3 separate regions of the Gasterosteus aculeatus genome follow, and regions 1 and 3 are each linked to region 2. A link is a contact called in public Hi-C data. All regions are on one chromosome and are shown on one strand. Each heading gives the region's core, a stretch centred on a gene start, on an enhancer-like site or on the middle of the called end of the contact. The rest is flanking DNA. Distances are from core to core; before and after follow the strand shown.

Region 1 (3,515 bases), core at 6-2,505, 200 kb after region 2:
CAATGGCAAAGACAAAAAAACTCATTACAAAACCAATGGTGTGAATATTTGCCCCCTTGTTTGTGTCAGACAGTTTATCTCAATGTCGATGGAGGCAAACCAGGCATAAACTTATTTGTTTTGAGGTGATCTTTGATTTGTACATGTCAAAAGAGTGATGGTGACCTTGCGTTGCCGGCTGCCCCAATGAAGCAGCAGGACACTAATTACCTTTGTCAGTGAAGTGTACTTGGAACAATACACAATCAGATAACAATAATGGAGTCAATAATTTGTATTTACTCTGAAACTTGGACAATGTCATTTCTCCCAATTAATGTAATCACCCATGCATTAAATTAGTTTTTTTTTTCTTACCCAGAAAAATAATTAGGGGTAATTGTTAGGAAATCAATCAATCAGCAGAATGAACTGCCAATGAAGCATGGTCGATACTAAAGAAATATGTGACGCAGATGGCTTGAGTCTTATCCTCAAGGGACTATGGCTGTGAGGTGCACTGAAACATTGAAATTAAGGCAATAGAAAAGTGTTTATTATTTTATTATTCATCAGAGGGCCTGCAGCGTTTTTTCTAGGGGACACTGAACAGATAATGTCGTTTAAAAAGACACACAAAAAAAAAACATTGATATTATGATCCGGAGGAAAAGTGTTATGAAAAAAGAAAAATGCACTTGATATTCAGTGTTAAAAAACTCCAATAACATTTAATAATGGCACCTGAAGAGGATAAGCAGAAAATAGATGTATTATTTTGGACTCTAACGTTACATTCAAATATTTAACAGTAGCTCTATTAACAATGTTTATTCAACCTCGAATTTAGCCAATTAATTTAGCAAAATATGAAATATTTCTAAAATGAACCACCCTGGAGTAAACAGCCATGTTGATTTTCGCAAAGAAAATGGGTCAATACCATTTTGGGGAAATGAATTAACTATTAACGGACACGACAGACTTCAATAACAATACAACAATAACACTTTTTTCATTGCAACTTGATTAACCTAGTCAACGAGCAGCAGTGCAGATACCGCTAGTAGACATTATATTCATTATTATATAAGACATCCCGAGCAATCATCTACAACTATTCCATTTAATTTAATATAGCTAAATTAAAAGTCCCTCGAATTAGGTTATCCTGTGGTTTGTCAGATAAGAAAAATGTCTTCTGTTAAAAACGCCTTTTCATTGTGCAATAAATCACCGTATCTTCCTTTCTTTCTTGTTCCACAAAAGAAAAACACAGCAACTGTACTCACGGTTTGATTGACAGCAAGCCATTGTTCCACGAACTACTTTCCCTACTCACGTGACGAGGAAACCAGCAAATGAAATGTGAGAAGTTTATCCTGTAGACCAATACAAATCCGAAGCCATACGCCGAAACGCCCCCTCAGTTGTTAGATTGAACTCTGGTTTCTCTGTCTGTCAAATTATTTAGCTAGCCAATGTTAGCTAGTTAGCCGGTATGACACTTAAAGGACTGACGAACAGCTGAGCAGTTCAGCGATACATACGCTAGGACACACGTTAATATCGCTCTTAAAAGCTCATTGTAAAGCTCTCTGACAAATACGGTGAGTTTCATCGCATAGTTTTTTCTTTCGCAACAGTTTAACTTAAAGGTATAACGTTAGACAATGTGTTGGCAACGCTAAAAGTAGCATTGCAAGCTAATGCTATAACTAATACATTGTTAACCTTAGTTAAGGAAAACAGGTGTGACAACGTCTGTGTGTGCACATCCTGCTTTTAGGCTTTGAGGGAGAATGTGGTTAGAGTTTAAGCTGCAAGCTAACGTTCTGTTAAGTCTATACTGTTTGCTAACGCAACGTTAGCACCGTTATGACGAATGGTACAAAACTCGATATCCTGTCAGGAATGCCACGATATTAATAGCAGATTTTATTGAAATTCAAACACTGTTCTCTGGTGTTGCCACCCGACGACAAACTACAGCGATCAACTTGCTACACAACTGACTTTCCAAACGTCGATGGCAATCAAACTCTTCGCTTCCTTCATGAAAACAGCTAACGTAAGTTAGCACAGAGCTAAGCTATCCCAAACAATCCCTCACATCCCCTGTCATTATAGCGATTGTCAACGTTTCTCATTTTGTTTTTCCATCTGCACTTATTGATAAGACAGATTGATAACGACTATGAAATTGCAATGAAGTATTGCCATAGTGTTAACCTGCTAGATGACACGAGATCCGTATGAAATACTTGACTGTATACTTGAATACTTGACCTGTGTTCTTTTGAACGGAAGCTACAGTCACTTGTGTCAAGCGTCTTTTCTTTCTTTTGTCATTACAGTTTTGGATGGCCAGTACAGCTCTTGTCGTGGGATCTACATAGAAAGAGGGACACCATTCTGAACCTCTGGATGAGTAATGAACTTAAACCCCTTCTGGAGCATGTCTTCCAATTCAAGTCGTAAGGTAAAGTTCAAAACATTGTACTATAATATTGTTTAGTGTTCATATGATGAGCTTGACATGGTAGTTTTGCAAGGGTGCACCATTCTTAAACAATTTAATATGGATTTATCTTTATGGATCATACGCTTGCTAAAGTTTTCAGAAGATCCTTCAAAGTTCCTTTTGCATCATCAATAAATTTCATACATCTGTGATCAACTTGGAGATTAAACGGTACCTGACTTTTTCTCCCAAGTAATTAACACTATATGGTAAATGGGCTGCACTTGTACGACACTTTCCTTGTGCTCAAAGCTCTTTCCCCGCATCATGTCATCTTATGACGAGGTGGTGCCTGCGCATCAGGTATCTTACTAACCATTAACATCCATTTCTACACTGGCACAGTTTGCCAGAGCAACTCTGGGTTTTAAATGCCCCCAAGGACACGTTGACATGGACCAGCGGGAAATCGAATCCCCAATCCGTTGACCTTGCTCTGCCACTGAGCAGAGTTCCCTACATGCATCAGTGTCAACAGCTCTCAGCACTTATAAAGATGATGTGTTGGTACTCTGCACCCTCAACTGTGTTCAGACATCAGTCATCTGATATTTAAGAAAGATAGTTCCTTTTCAGTTTACTTTCTGTAGTTAACGGTTTGTTTTGAGCAGTGTATAGCTTTACCAGCAAGCCTTACTTCTGGCGATTTTAGTACAGCGAGGTAGTGCCCAACTGAATTCCCACAAAGTGAAGGGGAGGTACATTTCAGCATGCTTATGTAAGCGAAGAATGTAGGAGGTCCAGCCTGAGCATGAGTGCAGCAGGAGTTCTTCTTTTCCAGCCTCAAAGAAACATTTCAAACATTAGGTATTCAAGTCCGACTTCAATGAATGTAGACGCTAAATACGTTGCATCATGGCAATTATCCACTGTAAACATTCCTAGCATACTGGTTGTAATCATCAGCATTTGTTGTGGCTTCCTGATGCTTTTTGCTCTGTGAATAGTGACACTGTACGCTGGCTGCATCATTGTGACCGGTAAAAGTTAAACGCAACTTTGGCAGTGTAAC
Region 2 (3,186 bases), core at 250-2,749:
CCATAATCCGGGTTGGGGTGGATGTCGGCGAAGAACACACACAGATTCAGGACAGAGTTTTACAGACACAAGGCGTATCCGTATGGGGTTGTTCTATGTATGAAATTATAGCTGCTATTATCCCCCCCCCCCCCCCCCCCCCCAGACAATGATAACTATCTGCTTCCAAAGAAGATTAAAGGTTTATACAAGTTTAGAATTCTTGGAAACCGGGATCGCATTATCAAAACTACACATGAGATTGATGAGATTTCATCCCGCCGTCAATAATACGTTAAGACTTATATTCATATAAAGTGGGTGGAATAATGATTCAACCTCTGCAGTTGTTTTGCGAACGATTAACAAAACAGATGCTGGTATAAAATCGGTTCAAATGCGATTACGGTTGTCCCGTACACACTTTTGTGTATTGATTCGCGGAATTTCAATTTTGACTCCCTTGTTTTGTTTTAATCCGAATTATTTACAAGAAACATCAGGTTGCATCAAAATTATCGAATGGATTTTCTTCAAGTGCAGTCTGTCCGGATGATCGTTTGGTTTTAGAGCGGATTTAGAGACAAGTATCTCAAACGTCTTGTTTTAAGCTTTGTACCGAGCAATCTGTTTATTTACTCGGTTACACCATTGCTGTTATTATTACTATTACGATCACGTGTCATTATTATGGTTATTGGGTTCGTTAATAATAACAATTATAATTTTCAAAATATATTTTTTTATTTATAAATATGTTTTGCTCATTCTTTCTGAAGTCAGAGTATTGTTTCCCCCGGAATACACATCTTCAGGCCAATCCACTACCTTGTTTATTACTCGTCATTGTTGCTGCTTTGCACTTTACTCTTCATTAACAGTGTAATGCGCCCATCAACAGCTCCCTCTTTGATGTCAAGTAGCTGCATGCGACCTGTTTGATGTCCTGAATTGACTCCGATTCGCCCATAACGCCTCCGAACCGGTGTAGGAAAACACAGTCACGGTGACATAGTGATGGATTAAAAAGGTGTGTATAGCCTGTGATCCACGGCCAGGACAAAGCGTGAGCACCGCCAGTAGTTAAAAACATATTCATTATTTTCTGATTTTTTTCTTGTGATTTAATAGTTTTTGAAACTGCCAACTGACATGGTTTTTTTTATTAATATAGAGGAATGTCGGTTTAAAAAAATGTGCGTGAACATTTTCCAATTGTTACAAGAGAGGGAACTAATTTTACTTTTTTTTAACCGATGTACTCGAGTGTCCAAGAATAAAAGTGCACTTTTGTGTTAAAAAGAAAACTAGAGACGAAACAAAAGAAGAAGTTAATCAGTCGTAGACATCTCACGGCTTACTGTTGTGCAAACGGGCAAAATTGAGAATTAACACAAACAATGCGGTGGGACGGACTCGAACAACAAACAACAAATGAAATAGATTGGCGAGCCATAAAATGAGATTTGAAACCCCATTCAAATAAGAGCTCGCGACGTCAGCGCACTTATCCGAGAAGAGAGAGCGAGGGAGGGAGGGAGTGAGAGAGAGGAGAGAGAGAGAGAGAGGGAGGGAGAGAGAGAGAGAGAGGGAGAGAGAGAGGGAGGGAGAGAGAGAGAGAGAGGGAGAGAGAGAGGGAGAGAGAGAGAGGGAGGGAGAAAGAGAGAGAAAGAGAGAGAGGCTGGTCGGCGAGCGGTGGATATGAGAGGGGTGAGATTTGAGAAAATGGGAGGGGCTTCTAAACGACTAGAAATGTCAATCTGAGCAAGGCAGTCCCAATAATCTAAAGCAATCTGTAAGGACCTGACCTTAGTCCATCCAGATCAATAGGGAAGTGCGGGTGGAAAGAAGAAGAAGAAGAAGAAAAGCAAGAAATAAGGGGCGCAACCGGATCGTTTACACTGGCTGCTACCGAGGAAATATAGACTTCCCTTGCTCGCACCTTTTGTTGCCCACATGCTCACACTGTAAAAGTGGATATCGAGGCAAATCCTTTGCTTTGTGTGATCGCAGCAGACTTTCTTCTCCCCCCCCTCCCCTTCCCCGCCGCCATGTCGTTCCCACAGCTGGGATATCAGTACATCCGACCGATATACCCGCCGGAGCGCCAGGGGATCGCCAGCAACGCCCGGGCCGGGACGGAGCTCAGTCCGTCCGGCGCGCTCTCCAACGTCCTCTCCACTATGTACGGATCTCCTTTCGCCGCAGCAGCGCAGGGCTACGGAGCGTTTCTGCCCTACTCGAACGATATATCAATTTTCAATCAGCTGGTGAGTCACTTTTGGCCCCCTTTCGAAGTCTTCGATAGAACTTTTTTGTTGTTGTTGTTGTTGTTTTTTTTATATTGCTTCGCAATTCAAATGAAAATAAATGAACAGTTCCGCAAGAGACGTTTGAGCGTCAACTTTTTGAGCGATGTGGTTAAAGCTGAGAGAGGTAGGGGGGGGGATCTATTTGTAAGTCAAAAGTGGTTAAAAAGTAACATATTAACAAAGTGTGCATAGGACTTATTGTTACATCATTCCCTGAAAGTTATGTTTATAAAAGGCTGCGACGCGCTGTGACGGTTTACACAGGCCACGCAGGGGAAGACGTGCATTAAAGTAAAGTAAAGTTTTTCGTTGTAAATATACAGAATATTTCAAATATAAAATAGTTGTATTTAGTTGCCACGCTTTTGGTAGAAAAAAAAACGTGTTCAAGTTAAATAAAAATAAAAAATGTTTTGGGGTGTTGTTTGTTTACACCTCAATAATGACCTTATTTTGTTGCATTACTCTAAAATCCCTTCCCGTAATGTGTGGCTTGGTCAAATGTATGATGGGGAATAATTAATTAAGTCTAATAAATCCCTCTGACTGTGATGCTTTGTCTTTGCAGGGTGCTCAGTATGAACTCAAAGACAGCCCCGGTGTCCAGCACCCGGGCTTCGCCCACCATCACCCTGCGTTCTATCCATATGGCCAATATCAGTTCGGCGACCCGTCCAGACCCAAAAACGCCACCAGGGAGAGCACCAGCACCCTGAAGGCCTGGCTGAGCGAGCACCGCAAGAACCCCTACCCGACCAAGGGCGAGAAGATCATGCTGGCCATCATCACCAAGATGACCCTCACCCAGGTGTCCACCTGGTTCGCCAACGCCAGGCGGAGGCTAAAGAAGGAGAACAAGATGACCTGGGCCCCGCGGAACCGCACCGACGAAGAG
Region 3 (3,185 bases), core at 460-2,959, 180 kb before region 2:
TATAATAGGAGTTGGTCATGGCAACTGCTCCCAACTCTCAGCACTGCCCCGATAAAGGAGGAGGTGTCGGTGAGTAGAGTCTTGCTCATTTTGCGCTTTAAAAAAGAAAAAAAAGCATTAGAAATGCTGCGTATGCGTTCTAGATGCGTTAAAAAAAATGGGCTGCTCCCGTCGCAAATGAGGCGACCCGATTTCAAATCGCCATAAATGTTGTTTTGACGACGTCTAAACTTGTGTCGCTTCCTCTTCGTCACCGCGTCGTCGTCCTTTTTTTTTCTTCCCCAGAGAAAACGAGCGCGCGATTGACGAATGAAAAGGGCTTTACGTGGCAAAGACGGTGCGAATGAAAGACGATGCGCGCCACTTACGACGCCCGAGGGAGCGCGCGTAATCTAAATTGGATATAGGGGCCATTATTACGCAACATTATGCGTTGAGGTGGACTAATTGCGCGTCCGGACGAGTTCAACAGTAAGTTAACGTCGACAGGTTTCTGGCGCGCACGAGGTCAGCTGAACGGCTCCCCGAGCCTTTTCAGCGGTATTCAGGGGAAAGAATAAAATGCTTGAAGTATTCATGGGATTTTTTAACCATTCTAAATCTGTGTCCTAAACCGATTAGTTGACACCAATTTTTCTTTGATGTATTAGCTGAGGGCTTTTGCCACTTGGAAGCCAATTGAAATTCAAAACAGTTTTCGCTCCAAATGCTTTGGGGAGATCTGCTGCAAATAATGGATGTAATTTATTTTTGACCTTGCATTTCTATTTTTTTTTTTGGGGGGGGGGTTATTAAATGATTAAACACATATGCACTATGCTATTTGACTAAACAAATGGCATCCTTGGCTTTTATTGTTATTAAAGCACAGAAGTCATTTCCCCCCTTTTATCTTTGCATTATGAATATGAATGGCATTATTGTTGTGTTAATAGTTTATAGCTTCAGCTGATATAGTTACACAGCTGTTTTCTAAATTTGTGTGTTTTTTATTTGTTGAGGTCCATGTTGAGGAAGTCTTCTAATGTCACCAAGCAGTGAAATGCACCCCCCCCCCCAAACAAACACACACACACACACGTACACTTAGCTGACTCTGACCCCAATTACATTTAAACAAAGTCATATTTTACGCTCAGTTTTGCATTATTATAACATTTCTTTTATTCAACTTAAATTAGCATTCTCCTGGTTTTCGGGATGATTCTGTTCACACTGAAAGCTTTAGTGTTTTAACAGGTGCATCTCAGCTTGCTCATGGGCTGATACACAAATTGTGATTTGATGATTTTACTTGACTTTGAAAAATGACACAATGAGCCAATATGACTTTGAGGAGAGGGAATCCATTTTCTGATCTCCTCTCGGTTCTCTTGATCTCTTTTTTTCTTTTATTGACCTGAATGAAGACGTATGGAGCAGAAGTGTGTGTTCGGTTGACTCCTGATGAGGCCTGTCTGCCTCCCCCCCACCACCCCCCTTTCTCCCTGCTCCCCATGATCCCTGCAAGGCTGAGTGGCAGGGCTCTGGATTGGCTAAGTGATGAAATGATGACCCTATTATGAGAAGCGACTCCAAAATGAGAGGTATCAGAAGAAGATTGCACCATTCTCTCACTGCAACGCCGTCCTCCCGCACCAGACTGCCGGCTGCGCAGATGATGATTGATTCGCTCCAGATGGATCGCAGGAAGCACCCATTGATTTCCCAGTGTTTTATCAAAAATATTTATTTACATTTGTACCCACAGCTTCGCCCGCGACCCGCTATTCCAAATGAGGGATGTTATAAAAAGGATAATTCTCCCTCCTCCACGACAAGACAAATTACCCGTAATATTATTATTTCAGAAACGAGCCAATAGCATCAGTGACTAAATGGATATTGACTGCAGCTCGTAGTGTGACTGTGGCCTCCTTCACCCTGCTGCAGACTCCAGTGTCAGCATCTACACAGTGATGCCAGACCTCCCGAGTGTTTAACACACAATCCAGGCCTGCTCTCACAAAACGACAACCGCATGTATCTCAGATGGTGAATCCGCCTACTGAGTGAGTACATTCTGACGCTGAGCGTTCCCGCGCCTGGCTGTTGTCTAACCAGACTCGCGAGGCCCAAATAGCGGGTTTGTTTGGAAGATGCTATAGGTGCCGTATGGTAATCGGCGAAATCTCATACTGCCTAAAGCTCTCCAGGCATGTAGGATGGGCTCCTTCCTGCAGTGCCTTTTCGCGACGGTAAAGTGATACAACGTACAAATCAAATGACTAGCAGAATGCTAAAACCACGGTGTGGGAGCTGTGCCCTAGATATTTGCTCTGACTTAATCCAATAGAAATAGTATGAGTGAGTTGCAGGGGCTCCCAGGTCTGTTACTTGCTTAAATATGTGACGCATAATGGAAGTTGACGAGGCTGGTGATAGATCACAGCCCAGGTAATGTAAACACATTAATCCCTCAGGGTTCATGTGCATGTTTCCTTCTCTCTTTTTCTTCTTTCTCATTCTATCAGCCTCTCTTTCGGTTTCTCTCTCTCTTTAAGTCCCCTCCCTCCTCTCCCCCTCGCTCCATGTTCATCATCTTCCCTAAATGCGTTAGTGGAGCACAAACCAGAAGCAGCCCTAATCTGTCAACATGCCCTTTAATTGGAGGGAGAAAACAACACGTGCTTCTGCTTGTGCCATTCCTAAGTGCACATGCCAAAGAAACACAGAGTTCACGGAAGAAGTGATCCCGGGAGAGCGGGGCATAATTAAAAGTATCTTTTAATAGGCTTGTAATGCCGAGCCTGACTCTTGTTGCCTTAAGTAGAGGGCGAACTCTGTGGCTGGAGACGGACGTGTGCGGGGGGGGGTGGTGGGTTGGGAGGGGGGGCTGCTGAGGGAGCCTGTAAACGATCCGCTGCCCCGTCGCCATCGTCAGACATCCAGTCTGTGCTTCGCTCGCGGACCCACAAAACAACTTTGCACCCCCTCTCCGCTCTACCTGTTCCCCATCTTCTTCTCTGCTTCTCGGTCTCCTCCGCAACATCCCCTCTCCTCCCGGGCCACTTTGGCAAGTTGTGTTGTGCCTCCTACTCGCGGCAGTGAGGAGCGGGACTGAGGGGCCCTGCTATACGCTGTAATCAGATGAGACCGCTTAAGGGAGCAGAGGAGGAGGAGGACGTGGAGTATTATGTTCTGCC

What was found. Hi-C and Micro-C count contacts between places; a contact is called where the count stands out from the background.
Region 1: a Hi-C map of skeletal muscle shows a contact between it and region 2, with 3 times the contacts expected there. The contact joins the promoter of aktip here to the promoter of irx3a in region 2. A contact is called at or near these places in 3 of 6 Hi-C or Micro-C datasets (skeletal muscle and tail fin).
Region 3: a contact with region 2 is called in a Hi-C map of tail fin, with 2.9 times the contacts expected there. The contact joins the promoter of irx5a here to the promoter of irx3a in region 2. A contact is called at or near these places in 4 of 6 Hi-C or Micro-C datasets (skeletal muscle, tail fin and whole body).

Annotation. Positions count from the first base shown.
Region 1 is chr12:18,998,672-19,002,186 of fGasAcu3.hap1.1, forward strand. aktip (akt interacting protein) reads left to right here and starts at 1,256. Exons shown (of 11, transcript XM_040165052.2): 1 at 1,256-1,589; 2 at 1,972-2,050; 3 at 2,337-2,461. The coding sequence starts at 2,414.
Region 2 is chr12:18,793,839-18,797,024 of fGasAcu3.hap1.1, forward strand. It overlaps irx3a (iroquois homeobox 3a), which reads left to right and starts at 1,500. Exons shown (of 2, transcript XM_040166330.2): 1 at 1,500-2,249; 2 at 2,860-3,186. The coding sequence starts at 2,031.
Region 3 is chr12:18,615,486-18,618,670 of fGasAcu3.hap1.1, forward strand. It overlaps irx5a (iroquois homeobox 5a), which reads right to left and starts at 1,710. Exons shown (of 3, transcript XM_040167696.2): 1 at 1-1,710. LOC144385340 (a long non-coding RNA gene) reads left to right here and starts at 2,872. Exons shown (of 3, transcript XR_013451587.1): 1 at 2,872-3,185.